2 separate regions of the Hordeum vulgare genome follow, and region 2 is linked to region 1. Evidence: chromatin contacts called from public Hi-C data. All regions are on one chromosome and are shown on one strand. Each heading gives the region's core, a stretch centred on a gene start, on an enhancer-like site or on the middle of the called end of the contact. The rest is flanking DNA. Distances are from core to core; before and after follow the strand shown.

Evidence for each region. Hi-C and Micro-C count contacts between places; a contact is called where the count stands out from the background.
Region 2: a contact with region 1 is called in a Hi-C map of leaf, with 5 times the contacts expected there. The contact joins the promoter of LOC123445210 here to the promoter of LOC123445208 in region 1. A contact is called at or near these places in 4 of 6 Hi-C or Micro-C datasets (leaf and seedling) and 1 of 1 datasets of contacts at active chromatin or transcription factors (embryo).

The regions. Positions count from the first base shown.
Region 1 is chr3H:571,201,507-571,208,389 of MorexV3_pseudomolecules_assembly, forward strand. LOC123445208 reads right to left here and starts at 4,999. Exons shown (of 2, transcript XM_045122164.1): 1 at 4,745-4,999; 2 at 3,997-4,660. The coding sequence starts at 4,813. The coding sequence ends at 4,388. LOC123445209 (zinc finger CCCH domain-containing protein 12-like) reads right to left here. Exons shown (of 7, transcript XM_045122166.1): 7 at 5,995-6,434. The coding sequence ends at 6,246. It overlaps LOC123445207, which reads left to right. Exons shown (of 2, transcript XM_045122163.1): 2 at 1-412.
Region 2 is chr3H:571,406,061-571,413,081 of MorexV3_pseudomolecules_assembly, forward strand. LOC123445210 (leucine-rich repeat receptor protein kinase MSP1-like) reads left to right here and starts at 2,899. Exons shown (of 3, transcript XM_045122168.1): 1 at 2,899-3,005; 2 at 4,960-5,077; 3 at 5,411-7,021. The coding sequence starts at 5,066.

The DNA of each region.
Region 1 (6,883 bases), core at 3,749-6,248:
TTCGCTGCTCTTCTCTCTAGAATTGTGTGCTTGTGCAGAATGACCTGGACAAATAAAAGGTACTCCCTCGGTTCCAAATAAAGTGTCATGGTTTTAGTTCAAATTCGAACTAAATCCACGACACTCGTTTTGGAAACAGAGAGAGTAAAAGAAAAAGGAAAGATCGACGGAAAAGATAGTGGACCATATACCCTGTCTGGAGGTGTCAAGTGTGAGGTGTTGTGAGGCCATGTGTTTTGTTGTGCAGACAGCCTGGGTATGTACTGAGTACTGCTCTACTAGCATCTAGCTTGACTCTTTTTCTTTTTCTTTGTTTTGAGTGAGAAAATCTAGCTTGACTCATGATTGTACCACTTTTAACTGAATGACTATCAGTTCTTTTGGCCAAGATATGCTAGTAGCTCTGTACGTACTTCTTTGCTGCTTCACATGGGATTTTTTCTCTCGAGAATATGAGCTCCAACATGCATCACTTTTTCAGAGATAACCTACCGATGGCGGCCACACCATCAGTTTTGCTTCACATGGGATTGATGTCTACCATTTTGTTTGCTTTTACTGCCTAAATGAATAAATTAGGTCTTGGGTCTTCAGGTAGACTGAAGAACTGCCGGCAGAGTGCCAGGTGAGGTTTTCTCACCCGTCTGAAACAGGTGCTTCTGCTGATCTGAGTAATGGTGTTGTTGAGGGGAAATGCATTGAAGCACACGGATGCCACGCACCCCTATATGGAAGTAGCATTAGAACACATATCAAAAAAATTGAAAAAACTGAAATTACGATCTGACAAACAATACATCCAACTTTTTTTCCTGTACATATGGATTTTTTCATCTTTTTTACTGACATTACCACGGGCATCCATTCCTCACAAAACTAAACAAGCGTGTACAACGGGCACCCATGTTTCATATCCCAAAAGTTCATATATATTTTTTAAAATTCCTAATATTTAAATGCTATATTCATATAGGGGTGTGTGGTATCGGAGAGCCACAAATCATTTTCCTGTTGTTGAGGCTCAAGAATATGCTTCCTGGCAGGTTTTCCCGGCGCCAAATTATTCTTTCGACGGGCTAAACTCCCCGTACAATTTATTTACGTTGCTGTTATTATGATATGTTTGCGCTTTGTGTCGATGCACGGAGACGCAAAGCTTTCATGCTTCCTCAAGAAAAATCGACAACACAATGCACATGTTTATTTACGTGTAAGAAGTAAGAACCGCGTTGTGCTTGAGTATTCCTAGAGAGGGAGACAAGCCGCCTGTGTCTGTGTGCGCATAGCATTTCATTGCTTCTTTCCGTTCACAGATTTCGCAGGGATCATGGCTGAGAAATGCCTGGCCGAAAGAGGCTATGGGGCTTATCACGCACCACTGGCTGGCGAGTCGCGACGCTTCTCGCTTCTCAGTCGTGAGGGAAGCAAACGCTGCGGCTCTCCTATCCTATCCTATATATGTTCTGTTCATGACAGGCATAGCAAGCATCCCCCTACTCCCTTCCATAACTCAAATTAATCCCCTACAACGTTTATATTGTGTACAAATTAATCCTCTTTTTTGTCTCTTAAAAAGGATGGCCGACCATGATCTTTGCATAACTGCGATGCACACAACCGTCTTTACTACGACAACAGCTCAGACATGCAATATACTGTAGTAGTAGGAGTACAAGAGATCCAAGACAGATGTTGAATCCATCACATTAAGGCCCTGTTTGGAACCACAATAGATTATAATAATCTGGATTATGAAGATAGATTATATAATCTGGTTTATAAAAATAATCCAGGTGGACATGTTTGGAGACCAGATTATATAAAATGTAATTCAGGTTTTACATTGTACAATGACATGTCTGTCCTGTTTATAAAAACAGGACAGTGGCGGTGGCAGTAGGTAATTATCTCCAAGTTTACAAGGGTAATAGGTCATTAGTAATCCATAATCTGATTTTAGCTGGGGTAGAGTAGATTATGAGTTTTTAATAATCTGATTATCTAGTTTTTAAAAATCTACAATATAAACCGTCCTGTTTGGAAACATAACAGATTATAAAAACCAAACAGGGCCTAACACATGCGTCCGCATTGCCGTAGGCTATTGTTCTCCGGCTGATGATCATCCATGCCTGCGCGCACATGGAAACGGAGACGGAGAGGGCGGCGCCCTATCGATCTGTCGCGCAAGGAACATGGGCTCGGGGCTGGCGTAATAAACGTCGCCCCAATAATTCGCAGGCCCGACCGATCATCATTTATATACGTGTCCAGCTCCGCCCGGGGGGGTGCCGGATGGGAGAGGGGTTTCCCCACGTTCATCTCTGAAAATATGCGCCCCGGCGCAGCCAACCCATCACTGCAGCCATTTCATTTCACACGGTGAGCAGCCAGTACGCGGGTCTAATATATGCCGCTTTCACAGAGACTTGCAGAGGAAGACAACGCAACTGTTTTCCCTCCAAAACATCGGTTTTGCGTGCTGCCTATGTAACCAAATATAAGACGTTTTTGCAGTTCAGAACATAGCGTGTGTTTTCAGCGTCGGACAGTCAAAAGCCACTTGGAAATCGTCGTGCTTCTCTTTGGAAGGAGACAACAAGGACTAGTGATGGCCTGATGATGAATGTAAACGAGAAGCAAGTTGATCCAAGTAAATAGCGACAAAAATGCGCCGATAATTGGAGGAAAGGAAAATGATGGATTCATCCAACCTTGATTGAGGCATGAGCAATAAGAAAAACGAGGAATTCAAGATGAGATCTAAGACAGGCTCCTTTTTACCCCTTCTATATAAAATCACTTTTGCATGATACCTTTTCAGCCTTAGGTAGTGAGAGTCACTTCACAATCATAGTCACTCTCTTGAGAAACAGGACAACATGCAGGAGAGTAGGAGACCCAACAAGGAGAACAAGTGATGATGGTTGATACACTCCTACTCAATAATCACAGATAGGGGAGAAAAGCTGCATGTTGATGACTACTGGGAGATTAGCACGTGAGGTACCTTTTGGCATGCGACTCAACATCACCTATGTGCAGCACAAGCAGTAAAGTAAAGTAGATCATTGACATCGTCTCTCCCAACGACACCTTTTGTATGTGTAAACCAAATGGGCGACGCAAAAATGTGGAAACACAGCAAAATCGGATTAACATATGAAGTAAGTATATATATATATGCCTTAGGAGTAGCATTGCAAAGCAGCTGAATGTCTTTGAACAGATATCAATCAAAAGCAACACATTATGCACAACTTTTGATTACAGAATTTGGATTAAACAACAGGGTATGCTTAGTTAACTTAGAAACAAGTACACAGCCTATGATGCATGTGTATGTGCATTGTCTTTTACTTTGTTCAAAAGTAGAAGCTACATGCCACACTTGTCCAGGTTTGAAGCTACAAATCCAAAAGATAAACTATCAAGTTAACTGAATGGCATGTACTTTACTAGATGCAACTGAATTCTGTGCAGTAGAATGGATGTCTGATAATGAACAACCAGTGTTTGTGATGAAAACTTCATGTTCCATTGAAACCACTGCAAGGCTTTTCTTTTCAGCCTAAATAAAGGATGCTGCCTACTGAATTCACAAAAGCTGGAGCCCAACTAGGCTTCCTTAAAGGTGAGTAAAGGAGCAGTCAATGTGTTAAAACTACAATAAAAACAGGTCAACTTGTACAATTCTAAAATGGGCACAAGATTTAAATCAATTTTCTGGTGGTGACAGATGTACACAATACTGAACCCATGACACTTTGCGTAGCAAAATTGTGGAAGCAATGAATCTTGATACACCGACGAAAGTCGAAAAGAGTGGGATCAATCCAAGCCAACACAAGAGGGAAACTAATATGCAGGCAGTACAAGTGAGTGACTGATATGAAGAACATGGACCTCCTAAATGTCTTATGCAGTTCGACTTGACCGAATCATATGGAAACATTTCATGTAAAAGATGGATGGAAAGGAATGAGACACAAGAGATACCAACCAATAATAAAAGGCACTGAATCTCCACACTTGTTAACTAGATGTATGAAGAAAAGCATCGATGAGACGAGACACGCAATGTCCCAGGGCAATCCCAGAAGTGGCACTCTTGTGCTAGCGAACCAATTCCATCCATCCGGAGGTAGCAGCTACACGATATACTTAATAACAATTCGGCAGCAAAATGGCTAGTATAATAGGACTAAGAAAAACAATAACAAATCGGCAAGCAAGCAAGCAAGCATTCGGGCGGGGGGGGGGGGGGGGGGGGGGGAGCTCTCATGCTATCATGTCCGTCCGTCCGTCCTCTTTCCCCTAAAAATACTTACTATGACTCTCAAGTCTGAACATTGCCCTCGCCCATATGGCGCTGGGAAGCAGAGGGTCAGACGTTGCAGCGGAGGCAGTCGCATGACCTGGGGGTGAAGGAGCAGAATCCGAAGGGGCGGTTGGGGATGTTGCAGTTGATGGCGTAGCAGCACGGGGAGAGGACGCAGACGCCCCTGGGCCCGCCGCAGCAGGTGCAGGGCGCGCAGAGCTGGAAGCTCCCCAGCCGCCGCCGCGTCTCGTTCAGCACCACCCCGCTGAACCCCACCCCCGCCGGGGCCATCGGCACCATGCGCGCCCCCGCCGCCGCCGCATCCGGGACCGGGACCTCCTGCGCGCGCGTGGAGCAGGCAGGCAATGTCAGGGCCAAGATTCGCGGAATTGGGCTGTCGAATGTACCGTACTGCGCGCTTACCGGTGAGGAGTGGGCGGCCGCCGCGAGGAGGGGGAGGAGCAGCAGGAGGAGGAAGAGCGGCTTGGGCATCGTCGGCGGGGTGGAGTGGGGATTTGGACTGTGCAGTGGGCGGAGAGGGGTGGGGAGGGAGGGAGTGTGAGGTCCTTTTCGGGAGCCGACGACGGACGACTTGGGAGGGAGGCCGAGATCTCGTCTCGTCTCGTCTCAGTACTCGGTACCGGCTGGCTGCCGTCACGCCCGTCAGTCGAGTGGGCGCCGCACCGAGTGGACGGTAGTAGTAGGAGTAGAAAAATACAGTACGTACGCAGGAGTGGGCGGTAAACAATAGTACGCACATGACGTGATGGTCCGCGTTGAAACCGCGCATCCACTTTGGCGCGTTCATACGCACTCGAGATCTCCCTATGCCTATATCTCCTGCCTAGGAACAGGATCTCGACGTGGACGAGGCTGGTGGTGGTGGACGATGGGAATGTGATGCCGGTGCTCGTGTGCGTCGCGATGGTTCCCTTCTCTTCTCATGGCCTGGACACACGGACACCGGGTCACTGCTGCAGGAACAAGCTTATTTACTCCCTTTGATTTGATTTGATTTGATTTGATGGTACTGCTAGACCATCATTATTACGAGTGTCGAGAAGAAGAGGAAGAAGGAAATTGTTCGTGGAGATGATGGCAGATGCACCAGGGCAGCAGCGTTGACACAAAGCCGTCCTACATCTACTTCATTGATAGGACGATTCCACTGTTGCGCGGTGCAGCTGATCATCATCAATCAAGTTTTACTGCCACCAAAGACAAGGTTGATGAGACGACGCTCGCTGGTGAGTGGTGACATGAGATCTTTGCACTTCGCAGGCAACGTCGAGGACAATTTGGTTGGCTGCTACCACAAATTGAGGCAAGCATTTATGCGTCACCCCCGCAACAAGAAAAGTGGTTGGACCAGGTTCGGCGCCTTATCATCATGGCCTCCCCTCCCACATTAAACTCGGGGTCGTTGGGAAGACGCCGGTTACCTCACAAAACTTTCCCGGCGACAAGATCATGATGGCGATGCCTCAACTGAATTCTGCACCAAGCTTTTGCTTGCTCCTCGTTCTACCTCCATCCTTCACCCTGCGGTCAAGAAAACCCAAATGCAGGAAAGAAAGAAAGAAGGAAGGAAAAATATGGCCTCCTGGTGTTCGTCCACACGCACACACACGACATCCGTCAGGAAACCATATTGACGAAAAAAAATGCCGACATTTCCAACGACTGCATTCAACCATTATTTCATTCGGTAGCAAATGGCTTCTCCATCCATCCATCCATCCAAGGACCCGCATTAACAAAAATAACTGTACATCTCTGGTAGCAAACTCGATTTTTACAGAACTTGATTCCGGGGGAGTTAGGGGGAGAGAACATTCGCGGGGCGCGACCGAGGACGGACGGCGCGCGATGGCTTTTTATACATCATCATCGAGATCAATCAAGGTCAAATTGCCGGGGAGCCTTAGGACGCGTACGCAGACCCGGAGGGCGACTCCAGGAGACGGCGAGCCATGGGCGCGTTGGGCGACGCCGACGCGGAGTAGCCGTACGCGTAGACCCCCATCGGGGCCGCCATCGGATGGTCGAACTTGCAGTTTACGCCAAACTTGCAGATGCCATAGCGAGAGTAGAACTTGCAGAGCTCCTCCCCCTGAAAATCTCAAACAAGAATGGCTTTGTCATGATCCAACAACAGGTGCGCTGGGAACAGCAAAGATGAATACTGGTATTTGAGTAACTGCAACAAAATCATTGGCTAAGCATATCTATTCAAGAGGAAGTAGCAAGTCGTGTCAACGATTATTAGCTAAGAACAATCAATTCAATAGCTAAAGTACAGCGTGTTAACCAATTAATAACTAAACAGAGGTACTCCCTCTGTTTTTATTTACCTTGCATATTAGGTTAGCCACAAGTCTTTATAAAGACTGAACATTTATAATAAGAAATACTCCCTCCGTTCTAAATATAAGTATTTTTTAGAGATTTCAACATGGGCTACATACGGAGCAAAACGAGTGAATTTACACTCTAAAATAAGTCTATATACATCCGTATGTAGTCCATATTGAAATATCTAAAAGGACTTGTATTTAGGAA
Region 2 (7,021 bases), core at 1,649-4,148, 200 kb after region 1:
GAGAGGTATCTCTGGGCCCACTCGGTAGAACATCATCATGAGCTCAATTTTACTAAAGGAGTTAGTCACACGATGACGTGCTACGGAACGAGTAAAGAGACTTACAGGTAACGAGATTGAACAAGGTATAGGTATACCGACGATCGAATCTCGGGCAAGTTCTATACCGACAGACAAAGGGAATTGTATACGGGATTGATTGAATCCTTGACATCGTGGTTCATCCGATGAGATCATCGTGGATCAAGTGGGAGCCACCATGGGTATCCAGACCCCGCTGATGGTTATTGGCCAGAGAGGTGTCTCGGTCATGTCTACCCGTCTCCCGAACCCGTAGGGTCTACACACTTAAGGTTCGATGACGCTAGGGTTATAGGAAATTGTTATATGAGGTTATAGAAAGTTGTTCGGAGTCCCAGATGAGATCTCGGACGTCACGAGGAGCTCCGGAATGGTCCGGAGGTAAAGATTGATATATAGGATGGATGGTTTCGGACACCGGAAGTGTTTCGGGCATCACCGGTAACCTACCGGGACCACCGGGACCACCGGAGGTGGCCCCGGGGGTCCACCGGAAGGGGGCAACGACCCCGGGAGGCTAGATGGGCCAAGTGCGGGAGGGAACCAGCCCCTAGGTGGGCCGGTGCGCCCCCCACACTCAAGCTAAGGCGCAGGAGGTGGAGAGGGGGGGGGGGGAAACCCTAGGCGCTGGTGGGCCTAAGGCCCACCTAGGGGTGCGCCACCCCTCCTCCTTGCCCTCGTCGCCGCACCTCCCATCTGGGGGGGCTGCCGCACCACCTAGGGTGGGAACCCTAGGGGTGGCACCCCCTCCCCTCCTCCTATATATAGTGGGCACTTTTGGGCTTTTGGAGACACAGTTTTCCCTCTCCCTCGACGCAACCCTGCTCTTCTTCCTCCTCCTCTCTGCCGGTGTTTGGCGAAGCCCTGCCGGGAGACCTCGTCTCTCCATCGACACCATGCCGTCGTGCTGCCGGAGATCTTCCCCAACCTCTCCCTCCTCCTTGCTGGATCAAGGCGCGGAAGACGTCACCGGGCTGCACGTGTGTTGAACGCGGAGGTGCCGTGGTTCGGCACTAGATCGGAATCGCTGCGAGTACGACTCCATCAACCGCGTTCTAGCAACGCTTCCGATAAGCGATCTTCAAAGGTATGAAGATGCTCTTACCCCTCTCTCGTTGCTGGTCTCTCCATAGGAAGATCTGAATATGCGTAGAATTTTTTTGAATTTATTCTACGTTACCCAACATTGTGAAGATATGCTGAAGAGCGGCTCACCCATAGTGTGTATGGGGGAGAAATCAACTAGTGTTTATCAAGCCAACGCAATCAAGAAAGGTGGTCTATCTTGAGGAAGCCAAGATCAGCGTCATCTAGCTCAAGAGGACGAATTGCAAGGTATGGGTTTGCCCTTGATAGGTTTTCTGTTTTAGGATAGATTGACGTACTGTCAAGGGGGGCTCTCAAGTGAGTAGCTTGATCGTATCGTTCGTTGAGAGCTCAAACCATTTGCATCCTTGCATCATACTTCTTGGTTCTTGTTTGGTGTTTCTTTTTGTGAATTTTATAGCTTATGGTCATCTTCATGACATGTTCGAGTTCATCGAAAACAGAGTCCATATGCATCTTCTATGATATTTTCGATGTTGGGAGTTTTTGGGAGTATATCGCGGCGCAGTATCATGTCATGTCATGATGTACATAGCCTTAGTGTATGTCATGAACGAACCACACCTCTGAAGTAGTGTACATTCTCAAAAAATAAAAAAATAAAATTACCGTACCAGAAAAAAAAAGGCACACAACTTCGGACCAATGAAGACAGAGTACATGGATTGTGTGCTTGTTTTAATGCGGTATTCGCCGTCGGATCCCATCCACCACACACGCTGATGATTTAGCCATAGCCACAGCCACAGCCACAGTAGTAGTCTCTAAAATCGAGAGGAACAACCTTCCCCACACTAGCGGCTCGGCTCGGACCGGTCTTATTCAAAGAAGGGTTCTCACCATTTTATTATGGGCCTTTTCTCATTTGCTTCTTATTGATATTTCTATCAAGATTGTGTTAGCCCATGTCGTTAGCACATAATCGGTTGTCCTGTATGGCCTTTCTTATATATCTCTTGCATATATCGAATTGATTGTTTTTCTCTCTCTCCTTGTGATCTTTGCATGACTATGCAAAACACACGTGCTAGTAAACCCACTGATTTGGATATCCTTTCCCTACAAAACGAAGATTTACGCCTTTTTTAGTTGACGGTTTTTTGTAACCCAAGAGGACCTTATCACCATGGGAACAAACACAGGGGCAGTGCACACGGCCAAAGGCCATTCATTTCCCTGCGCAAACAACGACAGCGGCGAGTTTTCTTGCGAGGAGGGCATGCATTCGACTCGATATGACCGTGGGGAAGGAAACGTGGCCGCTGCTCATATCGCTAACGGCGAAGGCAGCACGAGAGGGAGAGGGTTGAGCAGAGCAGAGCAGAGCACGCAGGCCACCTTTTTCTCCCACCCGAAACAAACCGCCTCGCCCTCCTCCGCCCGCCCGCCCCACAAACCCCAAACCCCAGTCAGCGAGCGACTACGTACGCCCTCGCCTCTCCTCCTCCCCACTCGCTGCCTGCCGCCTCACGCGGCACGCCCCTCTCGTGCGCGCCCCACCCCACCTGACCACCTCCCCTCCCTCCCGGAGGACCCGACGGCCGCCGCCCGCCCGCCCGCGCCGCCGCCCCGGCATTGCGAGGTGCGCACGCCAGCCGATCGTCCTCTCCTGCTCTTCGCGGCCGGTCCCGTCCGCCGCCGCGCCCCCCTCCCTCTCGCCCGCTGCTCACTCACGCCCCTCCCTCGTCCATGCCTGCAGGAGCGCGCGCCTCCCTCCTTGGGTTTCCGGCTCCAGCGCACGGAGAAGCGGGCGTCTGAAGCGGCTCGTCGGCTCCGCGGCGACGCGCCCCTGCTCCTGCGTCCCCGGCACCAACTCGGTACGAACCTTGCTGCCGCCGCCCTGCGCACGCGTGTGGTGGTCGCTATTTGCTCTCGCCATCTCGGGTTAATCGCAGCAGCGGCATGATTTCAGTAGACTGATGACTGCTGTCAAATGTTGTTGCGGTAGAAGGCCCAATCTGCTTGCTGATTTATACGGGATTTTTTTTTCCCAGTTGCCCGCTAGTACTCCGTTTGCGAATTGTCTGCAACTTTGTGCGGAACCATCTGCCATTTCTTCGATTTCCTCCAAATTGACCGCCCGGGTAGATCTTTCCATGGCAAAGAGAGGGACTCTCCTTGTGCGCCTCGACATCCTCGTTTTTTGTTGGGCCTCGTTTTGCCTCACTGCAACCAAAGGAAGCCTTGAATAAGTGGTTTCATGCGGATAAATCTCTAATCTAGGACTGCAACTTCACGGCGGTGGAGGATGATAACCGCGGCTTCTCCGTGACGGGTCTTCCTGATTACTATAGCATTCGGTGATGGCTTTGTTCTTCCAGTTATCCCATATGCAACTCGGTACTCGCTACAGAGCATTTCCCTTCCTTTTTGGTGTTTTTGCGGTGCTTTTCCCTGTTCCTTGTCCTGTTCGTCCCACCGAATCTTACTATTTGTATTTCACCCCCTCAAAATTCACCTTCGGTGTTCCCGGTTCCAATTCCATTCGTTTTGCTCGCCTTTTTTCCCCTTGATGAAAAAAGTGTTCAGTAATTCCTGTTCGTGCAGATTCCGCCCCCGGTTTCGCCGTCGTGGCGTCAGTTCAGTTAAACCCAGCCCCTTCGTGCTGTCTTGGGCTACGTACGTACTTACTCTTTTGCAGCAGCTGTAGAGTGTAGACTCCATCCCATGGTTGGCTGTACTTTTGTTTTGTGCGTACCCTTGAGCGCAGTAGAACTACATTTAATATACTGCTAATCGTACTTGGTTGGTCAGCCTCCTCATAAACAAATCGGTCCCATATGACGGCCCAAATCACTGGAGAAAACATTCCACAAGTGGTAATATTAGCAGTACTATTCTGGTTCTTAATGTTTTGCTTAGATTAGATGTAAGCGTGGGCATCTTTACCCTGCAAAGAAGAAAAGATCTGACATCTTTAGGCAGAAATGCTGGTAGTAACTCCTTTTGCAATCACCCCCCTCAAGTTTGTGTTATTGTCACCCATCGCCTCTTTGAAATGTCCAGTCCAATCGATGTTCTGGCTCCCAGGTTAAAGAACCAGGATCAGAGAGCCCGGTCAGAGGCTTCAGAGATTCGTGGGATGGGGAGGGGGCATGATTTGACGTGGTTGTTGTCATTTAATCCGCGGCGGTGTAGGGCACCACGACTGTTCTGTGCTCGGCTTGCGTATGTGTCGCCACTTGCTGAATCTCGTGGGGAAGGGGATGTGTGTGGGAGTGGTCTTTCTTGTGCCCTGCGGTCCGTGCCTTTTCCTTTCCTCCCTGTGCAGGAGGTGGCATCCCGGCCTGCATTTATGACGCTGCATGCTTGGTTTTGTGCCATCTGCTCTTGATGTAAAGCTGCACCGCAACCATGCAGTATTTACTATAGCATTTCTCGTTATAGGAAAACAGTGGAGTGGCTTGTGAATTTTGTGGTGGATGAATGTTTCATGGGCATCCTCCCGTGTACTACACTCCGACTCCCCTGCTTCTTTGGATTTAGGGAGGTTTTTTTCCCCACTTGTGCTGCTGTTTTCTCCTTTGTGTTTCCTGGGTTTGTTATGGTAGCGTGCTCTTTCTTTTGGACACAACACCACCGGCAATGCCCGGGTCTCCTGGCTAGATGGTAGGGGCAAGTGCTAAGTGAGAGTATTTGTAACTTGTGGTTCTTCTGTTTTGTTGTGTGATGTTGACTGAACTAGAACGTGCTTGCTTGTTTACTCATTCTTGTACCTTGACCTGAGCATTACTTACATGAAGCTGACTGCTGTTTCTTCTTTTTCTTCAGGAGTTCAGGGTGTATTTCTGAGAGGAGCGTATTACATTTGATTGAGTTGAGCTTTACGTCTACTGTATCTCTGTTGTAACTAACGCCAGCAAAGAAAGAGCATCATATGATTGAGAAGGTAGTCAGTGTAAATCCCTGCTTGAGATGTATGCTTGTACAACTTTTGATTACTCATTTACATCTAGGTGTGATTAAAATCTACCAAGTTCTATAATAAACAAGCCGTTTGTTTCGAAGCCTTGAACGTCTAGTCTGGTTCAAATAAATAAAACCCTTACTATTACTTCTATTGTTGTTTTCTCATAAGATAAATGAAAACTTGGATTTCTTTTTGTTCTGCATCACATCTCATTGTTTTCGCACTGACATAGTGAACATGACGAACTTTTGGCATATCATGTGCTATGTGGTTCTTTTGAAAGCTGCTGACATGTTTATCTTTTATTTGCAGACTGAACGTTACACAAGTCCAATGAACATAATAGCAATGGGATCTCGAAGTATCTGCCTTCTTATTCTTCTTGTGATCTTCATCCCCAGTTCTGTCATGTCTGAATCAAGTGATATAAAAAGTTTATTCACTCTGAGGCACTCAATTGCTGAAGAAAAAGGTTTCCTTCGCGGCTGGTTTGATTCAGAAACTCCCCCATGCAGCTGGTTAGGTATAACCTGTTCGGGGCGTAGCGTTGTGGCCATAGACTTGTCCTCCATGCCACTCTACGTCCGGTTTCCTTCATGCATCGGGGCATTCGAGTCGCTTGTTCTGCTGAACTTAAGTGGGTGTGGGTTTACTGGTGAGCTTCCAGACACCCTGGAGAATTTGCAGCGTCTTCAGTACCTAGAACTGAACGATAACCAACTTACTGGGCCCCTGCCTGCCTCATTATATACCTTGAAGATGCTGAAAGAAATGGTGCTTGACAACAACTTATTACATGGACAACTGAGCCCTGCAATTGCTCAGTTGCAGCATCTCACCAAGCTCTCCATATCAGGGAATTCCATCTCTGGTGGCATTCCTACAGAGTTGGGCAGTCTGCAGAACCTAGAGTTCCTGGACCTTCACATGAACAGCCTAAATGGGTCGATACCAGCAGCTTTTCGTAATCTGTCTCAGCTGTTGCATCTTGACCTAAGCCAGAATAACCTCAGTGGATTAATATTTTCTGGAATAAGCTCATTGGTGAACCTTATGTCACTTGATCTGTCCTCAAACAATTTTGTGGGGCCAATACCCGGGGAGATTGGTCAATTGGAGAATCTTCGGCTGCTAATTTTGGGCCAAAATGCTTTCACTGGAAGCATTCCAGAAGAAATTGGTAATCTGAAGTGGCTTGAAGTACTCCTGCTCCCTGAATGCAAACTCACAGGCTCCATTCCTTGGTCCATCAGCGGTCTTGTAAGCCTGGAGGAATTTGACATATCAGAGAACCACTTCGATGCTGAACTCCCAACATCCATTGGTCTGCTTGGCAATCTGACACAGTTGATTGCGAAGAATGCAGGGCTCAGGGGGAGCATACCGAAAGAACTAAGTAATTGCAAGAAGATTACTCTCATAAATCTGTCATTTAATGCCTTCACTGGCTTCATCCCTGAAGAACTTGCAGAACTGGAAACTGTTATCTCTTTTTCTGTGGAGGGGAACAAACTGTCTGGTAATATTCCAGATTGGATGAGGAATTGGGCACATGCAAGATCTATATCGCTTGGTCAAAACTTGTTCAGTGGACCTTTGCCAGTGCTGCCATTGCAGCATCTGCTCAGTTTCTCTGCAGAATCCAACCGTCTCTCAGGTCCTGTCCCTGCTGAGATGTGTCAAGCCAACTCCCTGCAATCCCTTATACTGCATGATAACAATCTGACTGGAAGTATCGAGGAAACTTTTAAAGGATGCACAAATCTCACCGAGCTGAACTTGCTAGGTAATCATCTTCATGGGGAGATACCAGGGTACCTGGCTGAGCTGCCTTTAGTTAGCCTGGAATTGTCCCTAAACAATTTCACGGGAATGCTGCCTGACAGGTTGTGGGAGTCATCAACTCTTCTGCAGATCTCTCTC